2 separate regions of the Mus musculus genome follow, and region 1 is linked to region 2. The links are chromatin contacts, called in public promoter capture Hi-C maps. All regions are on one chromosome and are shown on one strand. Each heading gives the region's core, a stretch centred on a gene start, on an enhancer-like site or on the middle of the called end of the contact. The rest is flanking DNA. Distances are from core to core; before and after follow the strand shown.

Evidence for each region. Promoter capture Hi-C pulls out the DNA fragments that hold promoters and counts their contacts.
Region 1: a contact with region 2 is called in a promoter capture Hi-C map of stem cell-derived epiblast-like cells, with 2.6 times the contacts expected there. The contact joins the promoter of Gpnmb here to the promoter of Doxl2 in region 2. A contact is called at or near these places in 11 of 39 promoter capture datasets (the 3T3-L1 cell line, 3T3-L1-derived adipocytes, the HPC-7 cell line and 8 more), 1 of 484 Hi-C or Micro-C datasets (trophoblast stem cells), 2 of 115 datasets of contacts at active chromatin or transcription factors (CD8 T cells and embryonic stem cells) and 3 of 9 other capture datasets (adipose tissue, liver and pancreatic islet).

The regions. Positions count from the first base shown.
Region 1 is chr6:49,031,340-49,038,126 of GRCm38.p6, reverse strand. It overlaps Gpnmb (glycoprotein (transmembrane) nmb), which reads right to left and starts at 1,609. Exons shown (of 11, transcript NM_053110.4): 1 at 1,335-1,609. The coding sequence starts at 1,404.
Region 2 is chr6:48,970,040-48,976,508 of GRCm38.p6, reverse strand. Doxl2 (diamine oxidase-like protein 2) reads right to left here and starts at 1,563. Exons shown (of 4, transcript NM_001029987.2): 1 at 1-1,563. The coding sequence starts at 1,366.

The DNA of each region.
Region 1 (6,787 bases), core at 360-2,859, 62 kb before region 2:
AGGGTGGGATAGGGGGAACAGAGGTGTGTAGCTCTGTCCTTAAAAATGCCATTGAATGTGTGTTCTGGCCACGTGCCCTTGCTAGCTGATCTCCCAAGACTCTATAGCCCACTTTTGTAAACGAGGAAAAGGAAATTTATTGAAGCTAACTCACTCATGGCCCAGCCTAGCAGTTGGCACATATTCAAGTCTGTCCTATCCCAAACCCTGGCAGGAAGAACTGCCAGGGAGAGGTGGCATGCTTCCCTACTGCCTGCTCTCTGTGTGACCTGAGCGAATTCCTGGCCCTCTCTGTGGCCTGTGGCCCGGTTTCTCATCTGGGGAAACTGGATAATTCCAAGGTCAGAGTCCCCTCTCTCTGTGAAGGCACCACACCTAGACACAAGATGGGCCGTTCCGTTTGTCAACCCGCTGCCTGCCATCTCTGGGTTTAAAATCCAAACTCAGAGGTGGAGTCTCAGGCAGGACGCCCCAAGTCTGGGGCATCACTGGCTTTGAGGATCCCTGGTTCGGGGCGCGGCTGTGATGGGGCTGGGCTGCTTGCCCTTTTGCCTGGCAATTCTTGGGTGCAGGGACCACAGCGGTTCCACTCTGCCTGGCCTGGGATCCACCCCAGCCAGGACAACCTACCCGAGGACCTGCCTTGCACAAGAGAAGGCAGGGGGTGACGAGATACTCCTCTCCTTTGGAACTGCCTGGCAACCAGCCAGGCGGCCACATTCGGGGTAAGGCAAGGTTCTGGACCGGGCTGGTCTCCGGCCCCTGGAAGTGAGGGGCCTTCTCTTTCCCCTGCTCACTAGCTCCGCTAAGAACAGGACAGCTACACCCTGGTCAGGACAAGGATGCTAGACCAGTATGTCCAACACTGAAAGATGCCTCTGCCACTCACTAGGAAGCTTTGTTAGTAGGGCCCCTGCCATAGAATCCGCCCAGGGTGGAGCCCCTCAGTATCTGCATAGAGTCCTCAGTATCTGCACTGAAGCAGCAGTTGGCCCTGCAGCGAGCAGAGGATGCGGTGGGATGGGGGAGTTCCGCAAAGTTAGCCAGAGCCTCATTTAAGAGCTCCGCCCTGTGAGCAGGAAGCAGATAAGGGTGATTTGGGAGACTTGCTTTATTCTGGGGTACAGGCTGTCCTCCCCTTCCAGCCTCAATCTGGCCAGAGTGGAAAAAGCTTCCAGGGGCCTCGTGGCTTTTGCTCTCCGTGAGTCCTAAGCAAAGAACACACTCCCAGCATTTGGAACAGACCCTGTCTGCGGACCCCCAAACTCCAGTCAAAGGGCCTGGCCCATCATTTGGGTCAACGAGTGTAAGCGCCCAGAGAGGACGGGACTCACGCTTGGCAGCCTGGAGAGGCAGTCCTGCAGCCAGCAGCAGAAATCCCAGGACCCCGCAGAGACTTTCCATGCTGACTCCGAGCGCCTGCAACCAGTCAGGGCTTGACTCTGACTCCCCAGTCCCATCCACCAGGAGTCACAGTGTCGGCCTCCTGCGATCCGCTCTGTTTTATGAAATACGGGGCCAGAGGGAGATCATGTGATGTTTTAAGCAGTGTGGCTTGATCTCCCAAATTCCATCGCTTAACAACTCGTGCTCATGAGTCACTTGCCCCTGGCATCTATTTATTGACTTCGGATGCACGGTGTTTTCATTTTGTGATGCCACATTTGCTCCTCCCCCCTTTCTCTCCCTCCCCCTCCATCTTTCCTAGCTTAAAGGGAGCTTTCTAACATCCTGTTCTGACATTCTTTACCAAACGAAACCTGGTCGTTGGTGGACTTTGTGGTTTCTCTTTTGTGTCACTTCGGTACTCACACTGAAACATCTTTCCAGAATCTGGACAGCCCGCGTTCTCTTCCCCCAGAACAGACAGATCCAAGGTATCATTTCAGTCAATGCCACTGTGCTGTGCATGCATGCATACAAACATTGCATGCTATGTCAGAAATTGCAAGTTCGGGACAGCCCACGGGCTTCAAGCAGAGGAGAAATGTACCCCAAAGCTAAAGTTTCTGGCATATCGACCTGGCTCTGCAGAATGCCCAGAACGAACTGCATCATTTTTGGTAACTTCTCTAAGATAGCTGCTCCAAGTAACTTCAGGCGACTTGTGGGAAGCACACTTGTATTGCCAAAGAGCAAGCATTAGGTGTGAAATCACCCGTCTCTGGAACATAAATGTCATGTGATTAAGCTGTTTCTGGTTGTAGACTGTGGAAACTTGGCCCTGTGACCCTCTCACTGTCAGGACACATCCCTAAGACTGTTTTCTGGGCAGGAGAAGTCTTGGTTGTGGCACACAGTGACTTACAGTCCATTGTAATTCAGGGACCAGAGCTCCTGTGGGGGAAAACCACGTGGAGCAGAAGTGGACGCAACCACAAAGAAGCAAAAGTCTCCAATGCAGAGGAGAAAGGGAAAGAACTGCTTTTGTGTAACATAAATCATATACAGAGCTCTGTCTGCTTGTTTACACACATGTAACCTTTCAATTAAAAATGAACACCCTCTTCTGGTGTGTCTGAAGACAGCTACCATGTACTCATAAGTAAAATAAACAAACATGTCGGTGAACTCCTTCAGTCCCAGCACTAGAGAGGCAGAGGCATCTGGATGTCTCTAAGTTCAAGCCCAGCCTGGTCCTACTTAGCAAGTTCCAGGGAAGCTAAGGCTACAGAGTGAGTCCCTGACTCAAAAACAAAACAAAAGTAAAAAAATCAGAAAAGCGAGCTTTTGTGCTGGTACGCTTGTTCAGTAGGTGAAGACATTAACCTACCAAGCTTGAAGATCTGAGTTTAATCCCTGGAACCTGTGTGGTGGGAAGAAGAAACTAACTTTTGCAAGTTGTCCTCTGATCTTCACACAAGAGCCGTGGCATGTGCCCTTATCCCCAACCCCCAAGCAAATGTAAAAACTGAAACAAGTTTTCAACTTTGGGCAAACCTCCTGGTAACACCTGAGGTGTTAGCACCCTTGGTCGCAGATACAGTTCTGGTTTGCATTTTTGGTTAGATAAGTGATCTTTGTCTTTAAGTAAATTGGATATTAAGCTCTTCTTCAATAAGTCTTTGTTTAGGAAGTTGCAACAATTAAATTATCTTTTACTTTGTGCCTTCCTTGCCCCATCATCAGAGTTGGTAGCCACTAGGCAGAAATGAACAAGAAATGGGAACATCATCTTCTTCATCATCATCTTCATCACCATCATCACCATCATCACTATCATCTCCTCTTCTTCTTCCTCTTCCTCCTCTTCTTCCCCTTCTTCCTTTTCTTCTCTCCTCCACATCTTTCTCCTCATCTCACCCTCCTCCTCTTCCTTCTTCTTCCTTCTCTTCCCCATTTTTCCTTCTCCTCCTCTCCCTCCACTTCATCTTGCAGAGGGCCTAGGTTCAATCCCCAGCACCATCACGATGACTTACAGCCATTTGTAACTCCAGTTCAAGGGACCTGACACCTTTTTCTGACTTCCTTAGGCATCAGACTTGTGGTACACGAACATTCACGAAGGTAAATCGCTCATACCTGGAACATTTTAAAAGGAAGTTTATGATTCCAAAGAGCTATACATAGGATAATCTGCTTTTGACAATCAGAAATTGCCAACATATCCAGGATCCAGGACATTGAGGAGGTATATTCATACCTTATTTTATCAAAGAAACATCATCTTGTAAAAATTTTGGAATAATTCACTGAAGGAAGCATGTGGATTATCAGGAATTACATCTGCTCTGCTTAGACCTCTGACGAGGGAGGCAGGCAGCAGGCACTGTTAGAGAAACATCCCTACCAGCCCTTCAGCACCTCGTATTGACTCTCCTTCAGGTGGCCACTGTTTGCCTTTGGAAGCTGTGCCTGGGATGTGGAGACTGAAGCAGCCACCCAAGGGGGCCGAAACCACACCCGGGAGTCACTGCTGGGTCTGGGGTGTGGCCTGTAACTTACTGGACAGCTGAAGATGATTTTGAACTTCTGATCCTCTTGGCTACACCTCCTAAAAGCTGGGATAGCAGGTGTGTGCTACCACACCTATATGGTGCTGGGGAGCTAACCTGGGGCTCTACGAGCTGGGCGAGTACTCTGCACTTCAGGGTCATCCCAAGCGCTTCCTCAGTTAACATTTTTCTTTCCGATTTTAGAAATTACTCAGTCCAGAGTGGGGTTTTAAAATGAGATCACAAAACCCAGTTAAGATCTAGTCCATTAGCCCTTACAATTATTTCTATGTGTAGTGTTTTGCCCACTTGTATGTCTGTACAACACACATGTGTCTGGAGGCCAGAAGAGGGTGTCAGATCCCTTGGGTGGTTATAGATGCTTGTGAGCCACCAGGTGGTAAGCACTCCTAACTGCTGAGCCATCTCTTTAGCCCACAGATCTGTAACTTACTTAGATAGCCACTCTTTAGTTTTCTTTAATAAATTGCCAGAACTCTGAGATTTAAAACAATGAAAATTTATTAACTCGCTGCCCTGGCAGCCAGAAGTCTGAAAGGAGTCTCAACTGGGCAGAAACCAAGTGTCAGCATGCTCTAGTGAGGGGCCCACTTCTCCGACTCTTCCCTAGTCTCTAGCTTCTTACACTTCCTGGCTTGCGACCTCCTTCCCTCTCTGGCTCCATCAATGACAGTGGGGTCTTTCTCACATTTCAGTCTTCTGTCATTGATTCCCCCGCCCCATCCCCTATCCCGTGTGACTTACAGGTCCCTTGTCATTTCATGGGGTCCACCTGGATGTTCCAGAACCATTTCCTGTCAAAAGATCAGTTTTGATGCAACCTTCATTCCCGTCTTTAGGTATTTGCTGTGTCACAGACTTGTAGATCCTGTGGGTTAAATATCTCTGGGGACCATTAGCCTGCACCACAGTTACCCAGCCCTCTGGCTTGGAAAAAAATCCTGAAGGTGGGCAATGGGGATATTTTGGACAATACCCCCAAACGTGGCAGGCTCATTGAAACAAAGCTTTGACTTGTGGCAGAGTAGGAAGGTAAGAATAAACTCTAGGTAAGGGGCTCAGCTCCAAGAGAGAGGCAGCCCTCGTGACTGTGACTGCAGGGCCCTAGTGTGGGCTTTTGCATGTGTCATGAGCAGAGTCACAATTTTCAGATTTAAGCTCTAGCAAATGACTAAGAGACATCTGCTGTGCCCAGTTCTCTGCTTTCTCCTGCTCAGTGGCTCTCTGCATGAATGAGTAATTAAAGCCCTTGTTTCTAAGGTTCATTGAGCTTTGGGCCTACTCTGTCCGAACATAATTTTCCTTCAAAAAAGGATCTTCAAAAAAGGAGAAAAAGAACTCACGGGTAGACATGTCCTTTCACGAGGTTCCCTCCACTGCTGGCTTGTCTGCTCATTATAATATTTTACTTATATGGTGTGTGTGTGTGAGTGCATGCACATGTGTGTATGTATGCATGTGTGTTTGTGTGTGTGTGCATTGAGTGTGCATGTGTGCATGCATGTGTGTGTTTGTCCACATGTCACAGTGCCTGTGTAGTGGTTGGTTCTTTCCTTCTACCTTGTAAGTTCCAGGGACTGACAGGTTGGCAGGTTTGGTGGCAAGCACCTTTACCTGCTGGACTATCAGGAACCTGTGTCCTTTTCTGAGAACACGATTTCTCTCCCTTCATTCCTTCTTTCCTTGACAGGGTTTCCTTCAGGTAGCCTAGGCTGACCTGAAGCTCCCAGACTTTTTGCTTTAGCCTGCCAATTGCCTAGATTCCAGGCATGTGACCAGCATACTCAGGTGACAGGACTGTTGCCATGGAGATTAGGTATGGGAGGAGGACAAGGTCTCCCTTCTTTTATTGACACCCTTTCCCCACACAGCTCCCTGCTAGATGATTGTTAAGCCAGTCCTAACCATCTTCATTGTGGATTTAAATGAACGCACGTAGATAGATGATAGGACTTTGAGAAACTGGAAGAAAGTCAGATGTATTTCTAGACAAAGGATGAGCTGGCTCTCAAATCATGCATTGAATTGGCTAAGAAAATGAAAGAGAGCAGCCAGGCTGGAGGAGCTGTACAAGCTGAAGAGAGACTGTTCTCCAGAGTCAGGGTCTCGAGAAGCTGCGGCCGGCCTGGGGCTTGATGCTCAGCTGAGGAGGTCATCCCTGAACTTCCGATCCTCCTTTCTCTAGTTTTCAAACACTGGGCTTATAGGCTTGTGCCACCAGAGCCAGTTTTCTCTGGTGCTGAGGGATTGGACTCAGGGTTTTCTGGACACTAGGTAAGCATTGTGCCAACTGAGCTCCAACCCAGCCCCAAGAAAAATAATGTGAAAGAATAAAATATTAACAACATGCTACAGTGTAATGAATCTCAAAACGCATTGTGACAAGTGAGAGAAAATTATGGGACAACCCCATAATTCCATTTGTATCGATATCCAGGGTAGACAACTCCACAGAAACAGAAAGCAGGTTGGTGGTGGCCAGGGACTGTGGCAGAGAGGTGCTAGGCACAGGGCAAGCGCAGTTCCCTGTCTTGAGTGTGACCCATTCGCAAGAGAAGCCAGCTCGGGGCTTGTGGAACGAGTGTCACCAACAGATGTTTTCAGACATATCTGGTGTTTTTCCCTCTCTGATTTCTCAGGAGTAGATATTTAAAAAGAGGTAGCAGGGGCCAAGTTCCCACCACACACAATTAGTTTAATGGCCACTCCCACACTGGACAGCCTGTCTCCAGCACTCTTCAAAGTGGAAGTGAATCTTGCAAAACTCAGTCATAAAACTTTTGATCTTAACTAGTCATTAGTGTCTTGCTCAAGATAATGTTTCAATGTCA
Region 2 (6,469 bases), core at 314-2,813:
GCGCTGAGGTTGCCCGTAGCACCAGTTTGTGTCCCATCACATCTGAAAAGAAGTTGATTTTGCCTGCAGAGTTGGTGTTAAAGGTAGGCCTAACAGGCACCCCTGTGGGTATCTCAAAGAGGCAGAGGGCTCGTGGATAACGGACAGGCCCATCAGTGCCATGGTAGTGGATGACGTCTAGGAAGGTGGCTGTCTCTGGACAGTTGATGCCAGGGGCTAACTCGTGAGTTACAGTGCCCAGGCTCCAGCCTAGATCCATGGTTTTGGTCAGTTCTCCTGCAGGTGTTTTTTCTCTATGCACAGCCATAGCACCTTGCACGCCAATCTCATAGGCTATATACTCATTCCTGAAGTGCACATTCAATATCTGCAGCCCAGAAGATGGTCGAAGCTGGAAGGAGAAACTCCAGTCTTTGTAGATCACAGTGTTACCCTCTAGGTGGTATCTGGAATCATTGGCTTGTTTCACATGGGGCCCAGATTTTCTGAGGGGCGCTGCGAATTTCCCACCAGGCTTGTTAAAGACTTGTGGCAGCTCTGTGTTCTTGGGACGCAGGTCCTTGAGGACCACCGTGTCCACTTCTCCATCTGCATATTTCTGAGCCAGTTCCTCTGGGCTGCTGTAGAGCTTCCCATTATACCAGACCTGCTCTACTCTCCAGTCTCGGATATCTGTGCTCCCATGATCCACAAGGACCTCCAGACCTGTGGGTTGTAGCAGGCGATCTTTTACAATGCGCTGCAAGAGGAACCAGGTGGCCCGATGTCTAGACTCCACACTATGGGGGGCCACATGGGTGAAGGTCAGACACTGGCCATTGCAGTCCTCTAATGAGAAGCCAGTGGTGTCAAGGAAAAACCCCTTTAAGGGTGTGGTGGCCTCCTTGATTTTGTGGTAGAGAAGGCTTTGCTCTGCTTTGGACATGGGTCTGGATGCCCAGGATCGATGTTTCTCTGGCCTGGGGAACAGTTCTCTCATGTAGATGGGCTGTGGCAGGGGCCCTACAGCAAACTCGGTGACATTGGGGTGCTCCTGGGCACTAAAGAAAATGATGACACGGGCTTCCCGCACAGGAGGTCTGGTTCCTTTATTCAGAAACTCTAGGACCACCTTCTTGTTGGGCAGCAGAGTCTCAATGAGGAACACAGAATTCTTGTCCAAAGCCTGTGTGCCGGATGGCTGCAGCTCCAGCTCCGTCCTGCCCATCAGGAAGCTGTGCACAGCCTCCATCTCCTGGATGCTCAGGTCTGAGAACACCTGGGCCTTGCCATTCAACATCCAGCTGGGGTACTCTGCCATGGTCTCCTGTAGAACCAACACGATGGCCATGCAGCCCAGTGCCAAGCTCCTTTGTGCCAACCCCATGGCTCTGGAACTCAGCAGAAGAGAGGAGAGAACTTAGGTATATCTGTCTCCAAGCCAGCACTCAAGAGCACCTTGTCTCTAAGTCCTGTCTTATCCCCCCTGACTGTGCTTCCTCCCTTACGCAGCTGAAGCCAGAGCTGGAATCTCTGGGTCTTTACTCACAGTTCACAGTGCTGTTCAGGTCCTCATGTGCATCCACCTACTTCCTCCAGGGTAAAACCTTTTATACATTTTCTTATCTCCTACTGTTTTCCCCTTTTGGTGTTATAACACTGAGGAACATTCTTCAGCAGGGTGCAGTGAGTCACAACAGCCCAAGGCTTGCTCCTCAAGGGCTACACATGGCCTGAGCTCTGGTGGCCAGAGGGCTGCAGTAAGAGCAAAATTCCATTTGTGAGTCAACAGATGATCATTTAGAGGGCTGCATGCTGAAATTTAGGTGAAACGTTTAAAGCACAAGAAGGGAGGATGATACAAGAAAGTAAGGCCGGTGGGATGGAGAGATAATGTTTGAAAAAGCCACAGGGAAACATTTTTATAAGCTTACTGAAAAAACACTTCTCTACACAGAGACACAGACACAGACAGACACAGACACAGACACAGACACAGACACAGACACAGACACAGACACAGACACAGACACAGACACAGACACAAAGACATAGACACGGACACGGACACGGACACAGAAACAAAGACATAGACACACTTAAAGAGAATTACACTACCCAAGATGATATTGATCCCTCAGAAGAGCTGTTGACCAACAGCAAGCCCTGTGCCAGCCCTGGGAAGCTTCCCTTTGGGTTGTTGGTCAGGGGGATTTCTGTGAGACCACCAGAGTAGTGTAGGCTATTGGCATTGCCATTGGTTGCTTCTCACAGCTTGAAGGTAAGACTCAACTGCTGGAGACATTACATCCTTCGGATAAAAGACTTGAAGGAATTTAGTCTTGTCTGACTTGGAAGCCTCCTACTTAAGGACTGGGTCTTATGCTTTCCCAAGGTCAGTTCAAACTTCCCAGAAAGAAAAACTATCAATAGTCCTACTGAACTGTAAAGCATACAAATGAACAGCCTGGCAAAGGCAGCCTGTATGGTGCAATAGTGACACCTATGTTGGGGTGATGGGCAGCCATCTAAATGTATCTAAGGCCCATGCACAAGGTGGGAGTTGACAACTGTAAATCTAGTCTATTCCCACCAGCTAGAAAGGCAGGGATTTTTGGGGTACTCACAGACCTCAGCCCCTGCAGCCCTGTTCTTTCTTGTACCTTCTGGTGAGACTTCCCGCCAGGTCCTGCTGTATACAGCATTCCCGGGACACACTGGCTTTACACATGAGCTGGCTGCTGAATCTGCCATCAGGCCTTGCTTCTGCAGATCCTGACTGGGGTGTTCCTGGCTTCCAGATGAACGCCCCTCCCCAAAGCCTTGCACCGGTCATGGATGTTGGAAGTCCCCATCTGACCTTTGCTCTCCACTCAAGGCTCCGTCTGGGTCTCCAGCAGGAGTTTCACTCATGAGGTCTTGATGAGGTCAAGGCTTGATGAGGCCTGTGAGGAGGTGGAAGGATTCTGAGTGGTCCTTTTTATCATAGGTAATTCATTGCCATAGGTTCCCACATTAGAAATCTTTTGTGGAGAAAGCCAGTGAGGGGCTTAGAAGCCTGTGGTACTGGGCCAGTTACAGGGGTCCTGGGTACAGTCAACAGTTCTGATGGGGAGTTTCTTGTTTGTTTGTTTTTTTTTTTTCTCAAGACAGCGTTTCTCTATGTAGTTTGGGCTGTCCTGGAACTTGCTCTGTAGACCAGGCTGGCCTCCAACTCAGAGATCTGCCTGCCTCTGCCTCCCAAGTGCTGGGATTAAAGGTGTATGCCACCATGTCTGGCTATAAAATTCAATCTTAGAACAGGAATTTAGCTAAGGAAGCTTAGGCACTCTCCAGGGACATGGTGGAGAGCTGGGCATAGAACCTGCGCACTGTCAACACGTTTCTGTTTGGAAATGTGTTTCCTTACATCACATGTCGCACTCACATGTATGGGGAGCACAACTCAGGGTTCAATTTTCTATTGGCTTCTTCCCCAAAGACAAGCTTGCCCACTTGTTTCTATATACTAAGTTCATATTCTGTTCCTCTGGTCAAAGTTGTCCAGAACCCTTGCCTACCAAGGGACTCTCATTCTTAGGCTTAACTTCATTAAAGGGCCACCCACTGTCCTTCTAACGATTTGTGCTTTAGTCTGTAGAGGGTGCTGTGAACATTTCCATACACCCCATGCAATTTCTTAGCTCTGGGCTATTTTCCTTCATGTTCTTCTCTGTCTCTGTCTCTGTCTCTCTGCCTCTCTCTCTCTTTCTCCCCCCCTCTCTCTTTGTGTGTGTGTGTGTGTGTGTGTGTGTGTGTGTGTGTGTGTGTGTGTGGTGTCTATGCATGGGTCTGGAGAACAGAGGTTGACACTGTCTTCTCACTCATTTTCCACAGTAGTTTTTGAGGCAGGATCTCTCCTGTAGCCTGGGATTCACTGATTCTGGAATACTTGATGCTGAGCAGGTGTCAGGGATCTGCCTGGCTTTGTCCTTTAACTCCAATCCTGGGCGGCTGTCATGCTACATGGTGTCCCATTTTCCATGTTGGGAATGTGAACTCAAGTCTTCTTCATGCCTGGTGACAAGCACTTTTCTGACTTTGTCCCACTTCATTCCTGGAGTTCTTCGAGGCTGTGTTTCTAAAAGGAGAAAAATGGTTTTCCTTGTCCTAGCTGTTTGAGAGCACCTCAGCACCTTCCAATTTCCATTTCTGTAACTGGGAACTTTAGTACTCCCCTGTTTTTTCCCTACAGCTAGCACATGATGTATGTTATTCTCTGACATTTTCTTCCCCCACTCAATATATCCTGCAGGGTTTCCCTCCAGCCTACAGACTCACCAGTCATACAGGTTTTTTTCTGTATTACTTGGCACTCAGCACGCAAACACACACACACACACACACACACACACACACACACACACACACACACACGTATATCATGTGTTTAAAGAGAGATCTGTGGGGGTAAACTTTACATGCTGGAACAATGACCAGGCAAAGGTATTGCTGACTTTGTCAAATTTTCTAAAGCAGCCTCCTTTCGCATACCCATCATTGGAGGTGGGAAAATTCCCCCATATAAAGGGAGCTGAAAGCCTCAGACGTTGAAAAGCCCATTTGATGAAGAAATCCAGTATCTCATGGGCTTCCTTTGCCCAGATCATAAAGGTCTTTTGTGGGTACAGCAGTGAACTAGGAATGGGCCCCATGAACACATCTGTGCATGTTGTGCAAAGCTCCCCACAGCTCTAAGAAGCTTTACACAATGGTGGGAGATGTCCTTGTGGGGATTTGGGGCTATTAGGTAGGAGCTGGGGCTAGACTTTTCACACACAAATATGTGTTTTATTGTCAGTGAAAGGAGGAAGTGTCAGGCAGGCCCTGTGTCCAGAGATTCAGCTCCTAATATAGTTGTGACCTTTGTACATGAGCCACACGATCACAGCATCTCCAAAAACCATGGGTGGGTTTTCAGGAAAAACTTCGAGCAAGAAGGCCATGGCGCTCGGAGGCGTGACCTTTTTGAGAACGTGTCAGAACAGGTTATATGAAGGAAGTCCACTATAAACAATGCCACCAAATCCAATGGGGAGACAAGGCCAGAGTAGTGTTGAGTACCAGTCATTTGAGGGGCTTCTGACTTGGGACTTACTCAGATGTACCTACAAACTTCCTTAAGTGCTCTCAAGTTCCATTTGAAGGAGTAGACCCATGGGTCATACTGTGGAACTTGTCCTCCACCCTTCAAGCTACAGCCCTCGGAACAGGAAGAGACCTGTGTAGGGCTCAGAGAGAAGGCCAGAGGAGGGGAGTGTCAGTGTCAGTACCCACTGTCCTGAGTGAACTCTTTAAAAACCATGGGGGGATCTCAGAGGCTGTTTCAGTTTACAGACTCCTGCCACCCATGCCAAGCTCCCAGTACTTGGCCAGGGCCAGGGCTGCCTCCAGAGTAAGAATCAGCTAGGTAGCTCTGGGTAATGGCACGCACTCTGATCCTCCGAGCACTCGAGCATGCCCACCAACACACACACACATAGACCTCTGTCCCATACCAGGTGGCTCTCTGATAGGAGATAGAGATTTCTGACTTTCCTTTAGCAAGCATGCATGGGTTTAGAGGAGAGAGAGCCATGATCCAAGCCCAAAGTCAGTTTAATTTTTAATATAATTGGGACCACATAAAGACCATTTGCTACTTATGTCTGTAGAGGGCAAAAGGGACGAGATGGAGGTGGGCGGTGCCACTTGGCCAAATTACTCTTTTTCTTGGGACATTTCTCCTCTTGATGATTGTTTTTTCCTTCAGATATTTCATTTGTCTGGTGGTCTCTGGATCCTTTAGTTGGATGCTCTTATTCTCCTGGAAAGATAAAAACAACCCCCTACCCCAATCCTAACTCTGAGGAACTCCCCCCCTTTTTTTGACATTATCTCTTTCCTAGGTTTTTGGCAATAGAAAAATTATTATCTTTCAATTAAAATTTAAAAAATTCTTTTGAAAATTTGAAACTAAATATACTTTATTGGATAAATATACCTATTTTCCACCTTCTACACACACACACATACACACATGTATATAAATATATGTGTATATATATGCATACATACATATATACATATATATTCAAGATTTAAATATGTTTATTTGTAGGTCACATGGGACATTCACTTTGAATTTCAGCCTACCTTTTGTAAGAGGCTTTTACATACAAATAATTAAAATTCATATATGCCTGCCTCTGCCCAAGTGCTCCTGTTAAAAGTGTGAACCACCACTATCTTGTTCAGTGTAACTACAGAATTTAGAAACCAACTAGCTTTTAGGATCCTCCTGTCTGCTGGGATTAAAGGCATGGCTACCACCTCCCTGATCAAATATTTTATCTTAGCTCCAAATCTCTGTAAGTCTTAGAGATCTAGAAAACAAGTTTGAACTGTAGTAACTCTTTGAATTTACTTGAAACATTTCAAATTTCTTGCCTGTTTTAAGAATATTAAACAA